3 separate regions of the Sus scrofa genome follow, and regions 1 and 2 are each linked to region 3. The links are chromatin contacts, called in public Hi-C and HiChIP or PLAC-seq maps. All regions are on one chromosome and are shown on one strand. The core of a region is the stretch at or near the end of the contact, and the rest is flanking DNA. Distances in the headings are between cores, read along the strand shown. Region 1 holds the start of CENPH (centromere protein H). Region 2 holds the start of MRPS36 (28S ribosomal protein S36, mitochondrial). Region 3 holds the start of MCCC2 (methylcrotonoyl-CoA carboxylase beta chain, mitochondrial).

Region 1 (4,259 bases), core at 213-2,712, 560 kb before region 3:
TAATTCATTTTTATAACCTTCAGTTACATTGTTTCTCAAAATGTCATCCCCCAACAGCAACAGCAACATCACTTGGGAATTTGTTAGAAAAGCAAATCAGAATCAGTAGCTTGGAGAGGCACATAGCAATCTGTATTAACTAGTTCTTCCCATGATTCTGATTGGAGAACCACTGCATACTCTTGCTCCAAATTTGGTCACTGATAAGCAGTTGCCCAAAAGGGTGGGACTGATGTGAAAATCGGGAGGACATCCTGGATAAAGCAGTTAGATGAAAGAAGAGGATCATTTTTGTGTGAAAGAAAAAACGAAGCAAAATGCTCCTCCATGAGTTTTGGGAGTAGTGGCCACATTTTACATCCTCCTGTGGCTTTTGAATCTTTTATCAGGACCTGTATTTTGATAATAGAGAGGAAGAAAGGGGAGTGTTCTGTGAATAACTCAAGGGAAACTAGTTATAGAAGGGAATGCTCCGTGCTCTCATTCAAAGAGGTCTGAGCTATTGTGCTTGTGCTGCAAGAACCCTGTCCCTTACATGACTGACCACATTGAAAAACTACAAACCAATCAGGCATTTATACGTTCTGCATTTTCTCCATTACCCAGTCACTACTCAGCTAGGAAAGGGCAACTGAAATCTGTTGCATCACCAAATTGACCCTTGGGGGTACCCAACTCTGTAACCGAGTTCGAATCTTACTGACAGCTGAATTTCAGATTGGAAGTCTGCATTGACTCCTAGAGGGTAGTGGGTATCTTTGATCTTGGGCCACTCGTTTCTCTGCCAAATGAGGGGCCTGGACAAACAAATCTCTACTCGGATGCTTCTCTCTCCTAGTCTGGCCCACACACCCATCATCCAAGGCTGGGGATGGAAGGGGAGTACTAAGAGGGGTCAAAAACGGCTATCCCAGAGTTCCTGTTGTGGCTCAGCGGGTTAACAACTCGACTAGTATCCATGAGGATGCGGGTTCCATCCCTGGTCTGGCTCAGGATCCGGTGTTGCTGCAAGCTGTGGAGTAGATTGAAGATGTGTCTCTGCGGTCTGGCATGACTGTGGTGTAGGCTGGCAGCTTCAGCTCCAATTCAACCCGTAGCCTGGAAACTTCCATTTGCCACAAGTTCGGCCCTAAAAAGACAAAAACAAGAACAACCAATTGGCTATCTCAGAGCCAGTGTTGCAAGAGCACTTATGTTGGAGTTCTCCACTCCAGACCGCGGCTGCCAGATGCCGCCGAGTGCCCCCTTAGCCCAGCACAGCCCTTAGCCTAGCACTGAATTGCGCTAACGCTTAATTAAAGTTCTTTCACTTTTTTTTTCTTTTTCTTTTACTAGTTGTCTGTCAAAGGTTTAACCTACAGAGCCAGAATAAAATAAGAGACATCGGCAACCATAGCAACCAGAGACTGGGGTGGAAAGGGCGGGGCTAGGGGCGGAAGGGGGCGGGACGCAACGACAGTCCAGCCCCTTCCGGGCGTCAATTAAGTGGCGGGAAGAAAGGCGGCCCCTGGCAGGGCTGTGTTAACTCGTCTTCCGTGGTAGTTCTTCGCCCCAAGGATGGAGATGCAGTCCAAGAAGCAAGCCGCAGCTGAGCCCGCGGACTCCGGGGGGGAAGGCAGGCCGCCGCAGGTCGCCGGCAACGATGCGGCGCGTCCCGAGGACCGCATGACCCTACTGCTCAGGTTGTTCCCTCTAGCTAGCTCGGCAGGAACCCATCCAAGCCCAGATAAACTTGAGGGAAGTTGCCCCGCCCTATTCTTTTATAGCTTTGGCCCTTTTCAATCCGGAAGCTTCGTTTGTTGTGAAGAAATTCGTTGCTAGATTTGATGATAAGGGACGTAAATATTCTATCAATGGGAAACTATGGCCCTGGGCCATATCTATCCTACTCTCTGTTTTTCTTTGGCCCCTCAAACTAAGAAAAGTTTTCATGTGTCTAAATGGTTGAGAGGAAGAAATTAGATTTTAGTCCTCTTAAAGTTTTATTGGAACACAACTTTCCTGCTGCAAAGGGCTGAGTTGAGCAGTTAGACCAGACACCATATGAGCCTAAGACATTTGCTGTCTCTTCCTTTACAGAAAAAAAAAATTCAGACTTCTGTTCTAAATCATAACAAGTAATGCTTTTAAAAAATAAGCTTTGTGGAGTTCCCTTATGCAGCAGTGGGTTAAGGACCAGGGATCCAAAAAAAAAAAAAAAAAAAAGCTTTGCTAACCGTGTTTCAGCTTTACTACTGCTTTGAAAGACTGCCTGATAACAGACCTCACAGCCTTACTTTAAGAATTCCCTCTTATCCGAATTCCTGCTGTGGTGCAGTGGGATAAGAATCAGACTGCCAGAGTTTCCGTCGTGGTGCAGCTGGTGCAGCGGAAACAAATCCGAGTAGGAACTATGAGGTTTCAGGTTCGATCCCTGGCCTCGCTCAGTGGGTTAAGGATCCGGTGTTGCTGTGAGCTGTGGTGTAGTTTGCAGGCCAGCAGCTTTAGCTCCAATTAGACTCCTAGCCTGGGAACCTCCATAAGCCACTGGTGTGGCCCTAAAAGCAAAAAAAAAAAAAAAAAAGAATCTGACTGCTGGCTCCTAGTTGCTGCAGAGGCCTGGGTTGCAGCCTCATCCGTTGTGGGTTAAAGGATGTGTGGTACGTCGCATCTGCGATTCAGTCCCTGTCCTGGGAACTTCCATATACCATGGGTGTGGCCATTAAAAAAAAAAAAAAAAAAGTTGCCTCCTACCAGTGCAAAACAGGCTCTCCCAACATGGAGTTTTATAGCCCAGGTCTTACATGAGGGAGTGGTGGGTGCAGGTGAGACTGTTGGCCATGCCCCTTCTTGTGGCCTCTCTGTGCATTCTGTCTCCCCCAACCCCAGCTTTCCCCTGCTCTTCACTCTTGGAAGTTCTTAGGTGAATTGTTTGCCTGCAAGGGGGACCATGTCACTATTCCATTTCTGAGCAAGCCAGCATCATTAAGGCACTTTGGCGGCATCTGGGTTTTCAGAATCACAATATCAACCTTTTGTCTCATGATTATGGGGATATTGTTGCTCAGGAGCTGCTCTATAGGTTCAAGCAGAATTGACCTGATTGGCTTACTGTAAAGAGTCTCTTTGTCAAACAGCAGTTGTATTTACCAGATTCACTGTCCTCTCCTTCGGAAGCTTCTCAGAGGCGGAGGCATGCTGTCACCCATCCCCATGTGATTGATGAACTTTGTATTCTCTCAAGGTCTCATCCCAGTCTTCAGGCCATTAACCCACCTTCTGAGAGTGAGTTTGGGGGCCTGTGGGCAGGGATAGGCAACAATGATGGGAATTTAAGTTATCAACAGTCTTTTACAGTTTATCAAAGAAAGGAAGAAGTTTAGGGTGGGGGCTCTTTCCTCTGTTCCCATTCATTTATCCATGGGCCATTGCATCTTTATGCAGAGTTCTTGGAGTCCTATAGGAAAACGCTGCCACAGTCTAGTGTCAATTCCGGAGGACCCCGTTAGCACTGTCCACAGCTAGAGGATCCCATGGGCTTCATTAACCTGTTCTGAGCTCCAAAGAGTAGCTTCCTTGTATTACCTTCCCTGTCGCCTTATCTGTTGTGTATTCCGCTTAGGATGAAATGCCCAAAAGAGGTCCTGGTCACCAAACACTATTCTCTCACAAAAGTCCACCTCACTCACATTGATTGGTAAACAGCATATAGTATAAAGGTGGCAGGAACTCTAAGGGTAATCTAATTACCCTAATTATCCACCTCCCATTCCTTTGACATCTGACCAAGTGTATGAACTTGCCTTGTTTTTCTGTTTTTAGGAAATTTTTTTTTTTTTTTTTTTTTTTTCTGGCCTTCCTTGCCCATGGCATGTGGAAGTTCCTGGGCCAGGGTTCAAATCCTCGCCACAGCCAGCAACCCAAGCTGTTACAGTGACAAAGCTGGACCCTTAACCCACTTTGCCACAGGAAAACTCTTTTCAGGAAATTCTGATGAGTACTGCTACACACTGATCCAGAAAGACATTCATTCGTATAAAAGTCTTCTCAATACTTATAAGAAACAAATAAAAAATAAAACTTCCCTTCCACTTGCAATACAAAATCCTAAAATATTAAACTCTTTGGAGTTCCTGTTGTGGCTCAGCAGAAACGAATCTGACTCGTAGTCATAAGGAGTCAGATTCGATCCTTGAGTCAGGGATCTGGCATTGCTGTGAGCTGTGGTGTAGGTCACAAATGAGGCTTGGATCCTGAGTTGCTTTAATGCTGTTTATACT
Region 2 (4,070 bases), core at 1,175-3,674, 530 kb before region 3:
ATCAAACCACACCACAGCAATGACCCAAGCTGCTATGGTGATGATGCCAGATCCTTAACCTGCTGTGACACAAGAGAACTCCAAAATATAAATTACCACCAATGAAGTACATTAGTGTCACTTTACCTATAGCCTACCCAGATCATATTGTTCAAAGTTAATCTGTTAGCAAATTTGAGAGATTGAAAATAGTGTTTTGGTGTAGTATAAATTTTTCATAGAATGAGGGAGTTTGAATATTTTATTTTTATTTTATTTTATTTTTTGCTTTTTCTAGGGCCGATCCTGTGGCATATGGAGGTTCCCAGGCTAGGGGTCGAATTGGATCTGTAGCCGCTGGCCTACACCACAGCCACAGCAACGCGGGATCAGAGCCGTGTCTATGACTTACACCACAGCTCACGGCAACGCCGGATCCTTAACCCACTGAGCAAGGCCAGGGATTGAACCCGCAACCTCATGGTTCCTAGTTGGATTCGTTAACCACTGAGCCAGGACGGGAACTCCTGATATTTTAATATTATAAAATATATTTTAAAATATAAAATATTTTAATATTTTAAGGGGCAATTTGTATTTCTTTTCTGTATTTTTTTGGGGGGAGGTTGGCTGTACCCATGGCACATGGAAGTTCCCAGGCCAGATCCTTAACTGCCTGTGCCACGGCAGTGACAATGCTGGGTCCTTAACCCGCTGAGCTACCAGGGAACTCCTGTATTTCTTCTCTGTAATCTGCCTGTTCATGTGCTTTGCCCATTTAGCCACTTTATCAATCTGATTTTATTTTTTGCTTTTTATGGCCACATCTGTGACATATGAAAGTTCCCAGGCTAGGGGCTGAACTGGAGCTGCAGCTGCCATCCTTGCCACAGACACAGTAATGCAGGATGCAGGCTGCATCAGTGACCTATGCCACAGCTCACAGCAATGCTGGATCCTTAACCCACTGAGCAAGGACAGAGATCAAAGCCGAATCCTCTCAGATACCATGTTGGATTCTTTTTCTTTTTTTTGTCTTTTTTAGGGTCACACCCTTCGCATATGAATTAGAGCTGCAGCTGCCAGCCTACACCACAGCAATGCAGGATCCCAGTGGAGTCTGCAACCTACACCACAACTCACCGCTAAGCCACAACTATCTGGTTTTAGAATATGTACTCCTAAAACAAGCTTTGAAAGTTTTTTTTTTTTTTGGATAAGCCCAAAGCATGTGGCAGTTCCTTGGGCCAGAGATCGAACGCATGCCACAGCATTGACCCAAGCTGCAGCAGTAACAACACCTGAATCCTTAACCTGTGCCACAAGAGAACGCTTGAAAGCTTTTTTAAAAATAGATTTCTGGGAGCTCTCTGCTGTGGCACAGGCAGTTAAGGATCTGGCGTTGCTGCAGTTGTGGCATAGGTCACAGAGGCTGCTTGGATTTGATCATTGACACAGGAACCTCCTCATGCTTTGGGTGCAGCATAGAAAGAAAAAAAGATTTCTGCTCTCCTCCATAGACATACTGAATCAGAAGGACCCATATTTAGGCTCAGTAACTTCTAGATTTAGAAACCACTAATCTAGATCATTAAACAAATTTGTCACTCTATTTACAATAATGTAAGTTTACATTAGCTACAAGGTTAAGTGGTTGCAACATATTGCGTGTTAATTTTTTAACATTGTAAGTACTAATATTTACCTTACAATTTAATATAACTTGGGGGAATGATATGGATGGCTCATGCTTCAAAAAGAAAAACTTGAACTTTTGAATTTTCTTAAATTTGAAGCAAGCAGCAGTTTAATATCAGAACTAACGGTAGAGAAAGCAAGCAGAATACCAAATCAGGCAATGCTAATAAGCAAAGGAATAAGAGGTGGCCTACTACAGACCTGGAACTGACCACTCTTTCTGAGCTTGCTACTTATTCCTAAATTTTAACAAGATTGTTCATTTTATTTTATTTTTATTTTTTTGTCTTTTTACCTTTTTAGGGCCTCTCCTATCCCAGGCTAGGGACCTACGCCAGCCTACGCCAGCGCCACGGCAACGCCGGATCCTTAACCCACTAAGCAAGGCCAGGAATCGAACCTGAAACCTCATGGTTCTTAGTTGGATTCGTTAACCACGACGGGAACTCCCAAGATTGTTCATTTTAGGAAGCCACAAGAATTTATATTACTTACTTGGTTTCAGATTAAATTTTGGACTATACTGAAATTGGAAACTGGCTATCCGCAGAGGAACTGTTCCTAAATCACTCACTGGCTGATGAGCAAAATATATCCAACACCGCAAACCTCCAGCGGCAAAACGAAACAATGGAAAACACGTGGATCAGTTTCTACGCGGGAAGGAGGAAGGGCGGGGGCAGGCACAAAGGGGTGGAGCTAGCTCCAACGTGGAGGCGGGTCCGGCTCGAGCGCCCGCTCCTCCTCAGTGACGTCACTTGCAGGGCCCGCCCCCAGCCGCCCAGGACTCCTGATATAGCCGCTGCTAGCTAGTGCTCCGGAAGCTGCCCCTCCTCGGGGGTCATGATGGGCAGTAAGATGGCGTCTGCCAGCAGGGTCGTTCAGGTAAGGCGATTCGGTCGCTTTTCCGCGCCATGGGCGGTAGGGGTGGTGCTGAGGATAGCAACGGCGCTGAGGAGGAAAGGCGGTGGCGGAATCTGCGCCGTGACCACGGCCCTAGATAGGGCCTGCAGCGGCGCCCCTGGGGTGTGTGTGAGAATTGGACCTTGAGCTCGTTGGGTCGGGCATTGAGCCGGGCACTGGAGCCGAGAATCGAGTCAGGCCGCGAGAGTGCATCTTCCCAGGTAGGCCCGTCGCTGCTCCAAAGTCCCTAGACTGCACTCCACTAGGACCTCGTTAGCCTCTTAGGAGTCTGCAGCCTTGGCTGCCTTGGCAATAGCGTGGCCAATCGGCGACTAGTGTTATCCGTGTTGTAGCAGATCAGCCAATCGGAAGGAGGGCGGTAGCGGTGACTGAAAGGAAGCGAAGCTGGCATCTGACCCAGTGTCCCTTCAAGGTCTTGGGAATGGCCGGGGAACTGGCCCCACCTGCTGTGTCCTTGCCCGGGGCGGTATCTCCCCCCACCAGTGCCCCCGGCAGTCCTATCGTCTGGTTACAGGCCGGAATGGGGGGGGGGCTGTAAAAAAATGTATATATTTATCTTTTAATATATGCCTTAGTGTTGGTTTCCTAAGCTTTTTTACCCCTGAGTTTAGATTGGTGCTAGAGGAACTTTATAGTTACTCCACACATCAGTTACTGACTCCTGATAGCTTTTGTATTTGCTTCTCCAGCTGTGGTCTCTAGTTTAAATAGGAAGGGTAAAATTGGCATATAAAGGACCACAGCCTCCACTTCTGCGGTTTCTTTACGTGATCTTTTTCAACTCTTAAAAGTGTATTAGTGTATGATTAACTTTTAACTTTGATATGAGAAGTTCATTTCTCTTTGCAAAAATACTTGCCTTAAAAGACTCTTAAAGTTATTTCACTCTGAAGGGTAATCCTGCATCCCAATCCTTAGCCTCTTTGCATTGAATGGTCCTCACTTAGTCGTTGAATGGGTAGTTATTGAGCACTTGCTAATTAAAGACGCTGGGAGGACAGGAGACCATCTGACAAGAGACTAGTATCCATAATAGATAATCACATATTCCCATGGCATATAGCCCAATTTTTTTTTTTTTTTTTGCCTTTTTGCCTTAGGGACCTCCATATGCTCCCGCGCGGCATATGGAGGTCCCCAGGCTAGGGGTCTAATCAGAGCTGTAGCCACCGGCCTACGACAGAGGCACAGCGCGCGGGATCCGAGCCGCGTCTGCAACCTACACCACAGCTCAGGGCAACACCGGATCGTTAACCCACTGAGCAAGGCCAGGGATCGAACCCACAACCTCATGGTTCCTAGTCGGATTCGTTAACCACTGTGCCAGGGCGGGAACTCCCCAATTTTTAAAATGGGTAAAAAAGGTTGATATTGCTCAAAAGAAGATATCTAAATGAGCAATAACCCTATGAAAAGATCCTCAACATCATTACTTGCCAGGAAAATACAAATTCAAACCGGAAAATACT
Region 3 (4,040 bases), core at 46-2,545:
CTGCCGAGCCACAATAGGAACTCCTGCATTTAAATATGCTAATAATGAACAACCTGAAAAGGAAACTACAAAAGCAATTACAAAACAATAGGCAAAATAATCTTGAAAAAGAAGAACAAAGCTGGAAGACTCACACTTAATAATTTAAAAACTTATTACAAAGCCACAGCTATAAAAATTATGTGGTACTGGTATACAGACAGACATACAGACCAATGGAATCAAATAGAAAGTCCAGAAAAAAACCATTGCATGCGAAATAATTTTTGATAAAAAATTTTTTTTTTGACAAGGGAGCCAAAGACTATTCAATGGGGAAAGGACTGTCTCTTCATGTTGTTGGGAAAACTTGGTACCCATATACTAAGGAATTTAGCCAGGCCTTTATCTAACATCATGTATAAAACTAATTGAAAATGTCTCAGACTTAAGTGGACTAAATAAGATTTTTTCTCATTGTCCAGTGGATAAGAAGCCCAGATTTGTTATAGGCAAAGTTTTAGAAATGTTATAATCCTATATAAAACATATATAAAATATGTACATCCAAGTTGTAATTTATCACTCTTAGAGTTTTTAATTTACTTGTTCATGATCTCTGTGCTTTATAAAGGAGGGCACTGTGCCTGTTCTCCACTGTATCCCCAGCTCCCGAAGAGCACCTGACAGAAGACACCTAAGAAATACTTGTTGGAGTTCCCGTCATGGCTCAGTGGTTAACGAATCCAACTAGGAACCATGAGGTTGCGGGTTCGATCCCTGACCTTGATCAGTGGGTTAAGGATCCGGCGTTGCTGCGAGCTGTGGTGTAGGTTGCAGACGCGGCTCGGATCCCCCGTTGCTGTGGCTCTGGCGTAGGCTGGCAGCTACAGCTCTGATTAGACCCCTAGCCTGGGAACCTCCATATACTGAGGGAGCGGCCCAAGAAATGGCAAAAAGACAAAAAAAAAAAAAAAAAAAAGAAAAAGAAATACTTGTTGAATGGATGAATAAAGAGTTTAATTTCTTAGGGCAGCTTGTTCAGTGTCCAGCTCTCATATAAGATAAGCTTTTTCAAGTCCCGCAATGTCCTTTCTGTCTGCAGGAGAAGAAGAAAATGGTGCATAGCAAAAGAGCTGAGACCGACTGAAAGGAAACCTAGCCCAGCTCTCAACTCTCAGCTCAGCGTCTTAGGAGGCGCGTCTCCACAGGCTCGCGATACGACAGGCCTCGTGGGCTGCACCCCTGTCCCTTATTGGCTGAGTTGGGGGGCGTGGGGCTCAGGCCGACCAATCACGGACGGCGTGCGTCAGCACGTGCGGAGGTCGACTTGAGAATCTGGGAGGTTTCAGGCGAGTTAGGGCTGCCTGGAGCGGAGTGGAGCTGTGGCCTCGAGACGGGGAGTTGAAGGGGGAAGCTTGGGCTCCGAATCGGCGCAGGCGGCTCTCACGCGTTCCTTCCTGCCTTTGTGCCCGCTGCCATGTGGGCTACCCTGAGGTTGGCCCTGAGGCCGTGCGCCCGCGTCCCTGTCTCCACGCTGCGCGCCTATCATGGGGCTTCCGTGGTCGCACTGGGCACTCAACCAGACTCTAGCTCTGCCATCTACCAGGTAAGGCTGGGTGAGCGGCCTGGAGGACCTAGCCTGAGTCAGTGATTCGTCTTCCACTTGTCCTCCAGGGCCGGACCGACGGGCCGAGGCACTGGCTGGACTGGGAAGCGGGTGGAGGATGGGCTCACTTTAACAGCGGCTGCTTTGTTCTCTGGATCCCATCAGGATTCTGGGACGCGCTAGGGATTCCTGAAGTTTGCAAGAGAAAATCAGATACATTTTAGTTCCCTTTTAGCAGTGGTACTGTATTTTGTATCTTTACCATCAGTTGTTCTCAAAACCTGGTTTAGCAATTGTCACCTGGAAATTTGTTCGTAGTACAGCTGCCTTAATCCTCACCCTGGATCTTTTTGGTCTCCGGGGTGGAGTCCTAGTGTTTGCATAGTTAATGAAGTTGGGGGGGGGGGGCTTGGTGGCTGTCAGGTTTGGGAACCACTGGCCTAGCACAGCTCCCCCTGGCTTGTGCTTCCCAGACTTTAAATAGTTGGTTATGTTAATAGAATAGAATGGTCTATGTTAAGACCATTTATGTGTCTCAAATGGTCTTTCTTGGACTTGGGAGGCATCACAAGGTTATAGAGACAACTCCTGGTTTGTGAAATATCAGAGCTGGAAATTTTCAGTCTCTCTCATGGTTTCTAAGCCTACACAGATAACATTAAATTGTGCAGGAGTTCCTGTCGTGGCTCAGTGGTTAACAGATCCGACTAGGAACGAGAGGTTGCAGGTTTGATCCCTGGCTTCGCTCAGTGGGTTAAGGATCCCGGCGTTGCTCCGATTAGACCCCTAGCCTGGGAACCTTCATATGCCATGGGTGTGGCTCTAGAAAAGACAGACAAACAAAAAAACAAAAATTAGGAGTTCCCGTCGTGGCGCAGTGGTTAACAAATCCGACTAGGAACGATGAGGTTGCGGGTTCGGTCCTGCCTTGCTCAGTGGGTTAAACGATCCGGCATTGCCATGAGCTGTGGTGTAGGTCACAGACGCGGCTCGGATCCCGCGTTGCTGTGGCTCTGGTGTAGGCCAACAGCTACAGCTCCGATTCGACCCCTAGCCTGGGAACCTCCATATGCCGTGGGAGCGGCCCAAAGAAATAGAAAAAAGACAAAAAAAAACCCCCAAAAAAACCCCACAACATTAAATTGTGCAAATAACTTTCAGTTAAGACATTTAAAATAATTCCTGCCTTTAGGAAAACAGTAAGGTTGAAAGAAAAGCAGCAGGCTGAGGCAGAAACAGTATCCAATGAGGGCTTCCAAAAGTCTTGTAATTTCCTGGGATCAGGAGAGAACATTTAATTCAGAAACATTGGGTGGTTACTGTGGTCTAGGCACTATTTTAGGTGTATAGTATAGATGTATAGGAATGGGATCCTAATTTTGTGGGGGAGATAGACAAAAAAGCAGTGCATCATGGTAAGTGGTGTCTAAAGCTTAATAAGGTGGTGTATGGAAAGCTGCAGATAGGAAGTCATATGTGAGTTGGCTCTCAAGCTGGGTAATAAGTGACCAGGCTCAGGATGGGGAAGTTCTCTGGTGGCCTAGCGATTAAGGATCCGGCGTTGTCACTGCTGTGGCGGGATTTTGATCCCTGCCCTTTGGGACTTCTGTATGTGGTGGGCGTGGCCAAAAGTAAAATAAAAATAAGGATGGAGGATGGGAGGCAACTACAAACTATACAAATTAAAGGAGTCGGAGTCATGAGAACAGAGGTACCACCCTATGCAGGTGGTTAGGGGGAATGTGGTCTTGGCAGTCTGGCCAAGTATGGAATTCATGGTGTAGATGGGATTGCGGATGTCCCCAGGTGAAGGAGGGAAGACACGTGCAGAAGCCACACTGGGGCTTCATTTTGCAGTTTGTCTGCTTAGGTATTTAAGTAGAGGAGTGGCATGATCCTGCTGACCTGATGGAATAATTAGTGTGGTGGCAGTGTGGACGATGGGTTTCCCACCATTTTGAATATAGCTTCTTGGCTGGGCGTTTTTTTGGTTGGGGTAGGCCTCTGTTTTCCAGAGCTCCTATAAAAGTTATATATTAGCCAGTTTGGAGTTGTTTTGTGATGTCTCTATGCGGAGAATGGAGAATGAAGGCCTAGAGCTTCCTGTCTGCCGTCTGTGTAGTTTTTGTTTTTTTAATTTTAAAATTTTTTTGCTTTATAGGGTTGCACCCGAGACATATGGAAGTTCTCAGGTTTGGGGTCGAATGAGAGTGGGTCAAGTCAGAGCTGTTGCTGCCAGCCTACACCACAGCTATAGCCACAGCCACGCCAGATCTAAGCCACGTCTGTGACCTACACCACAGTGGATCCTTAACCTACTGAGCGAGGCCAGGGATTGAATTGGCGTCCTCATGGTTACTAGTTGGGTTCATTACCGTTGAGCCACGACGGGAACTCCTGGTCTGTCATCTTTCTGACATCTGGCTGGGCTGATACATTTGATGGTAGCTGC

What was found. Hi-C and Micro-C count contacts between places; a contact is called where the count stands out from the background. HiChIP or PLAC-seq counts read pairs in DNA pulled down with a chosen protein or histone mark.
Region 1: a contact with region 3 is called in an H3K27ac HiChIP or PLAC-seq map of alveolar macrophages. The contact joins the promoter of CENPH here to the promoter of MCCC2 in region 3. A contact is called at or near these places in 2 of 5 promoter capture datasets (fetal liver and fetal skeletal muscle) and 1 of 2 datasets of contacts at active chromatin or transcription factors (alveolar macrophages).
Region 2: a contact with region 3 is called in a Hi-C map of alveolar macrophages, with 2.7 times the contacts expected there. The contact joins the promoter of MRPS36 here to the promoter of MCCC2 in region 3. A contact is called at or near these places in 2 of 47 Hi-C or Micro-C datasets (alveolar macrophages and heart right ventricle).

The regions. Positions count from the first base shown.
Region 1 is chr16:47,351,857-47,356,115 of Sscrofa11.1, forward strand. CENPH (centromere protein H) reads left to right here and starts at 1,463. Exons shown (of 9, transcript XM_003483841.3): 1 at 1,463-1,682. The coding sequence starts at 1,558. It also overlaps the pseudogene LOC102161570.
Region 2 is chr16:47,383,988-47,388,057 of Sscrofa11.1, forward strand. MRPS36 (28S ribosomal protein S36, mitochondrial) reads left to right here and starts at 2,425. Exons shown (of 4, transcript XM_003134022.5): 1 at 2,425-2,562. The coding sequence starts at 2,521. LOC102160395 (a long non-coding RNA gene) reads right to left here and starts at 2,359. Exons shown (of 4, transcript XR_308458.3): 1 at 2,173-2,359.
Region 3 is chr16:47,916,013-47,920,052 of Sscrofa11.1, forward strand. MCCC2 (methylcrotonoyl-CoA carboxylase beta chain, mitochondrial) reads left to right here and starts at 1,296. Exons shown (of 17, transcript XM_005672531.3): 1 at 1,296-1,588. The coding sequence starts at 1,460.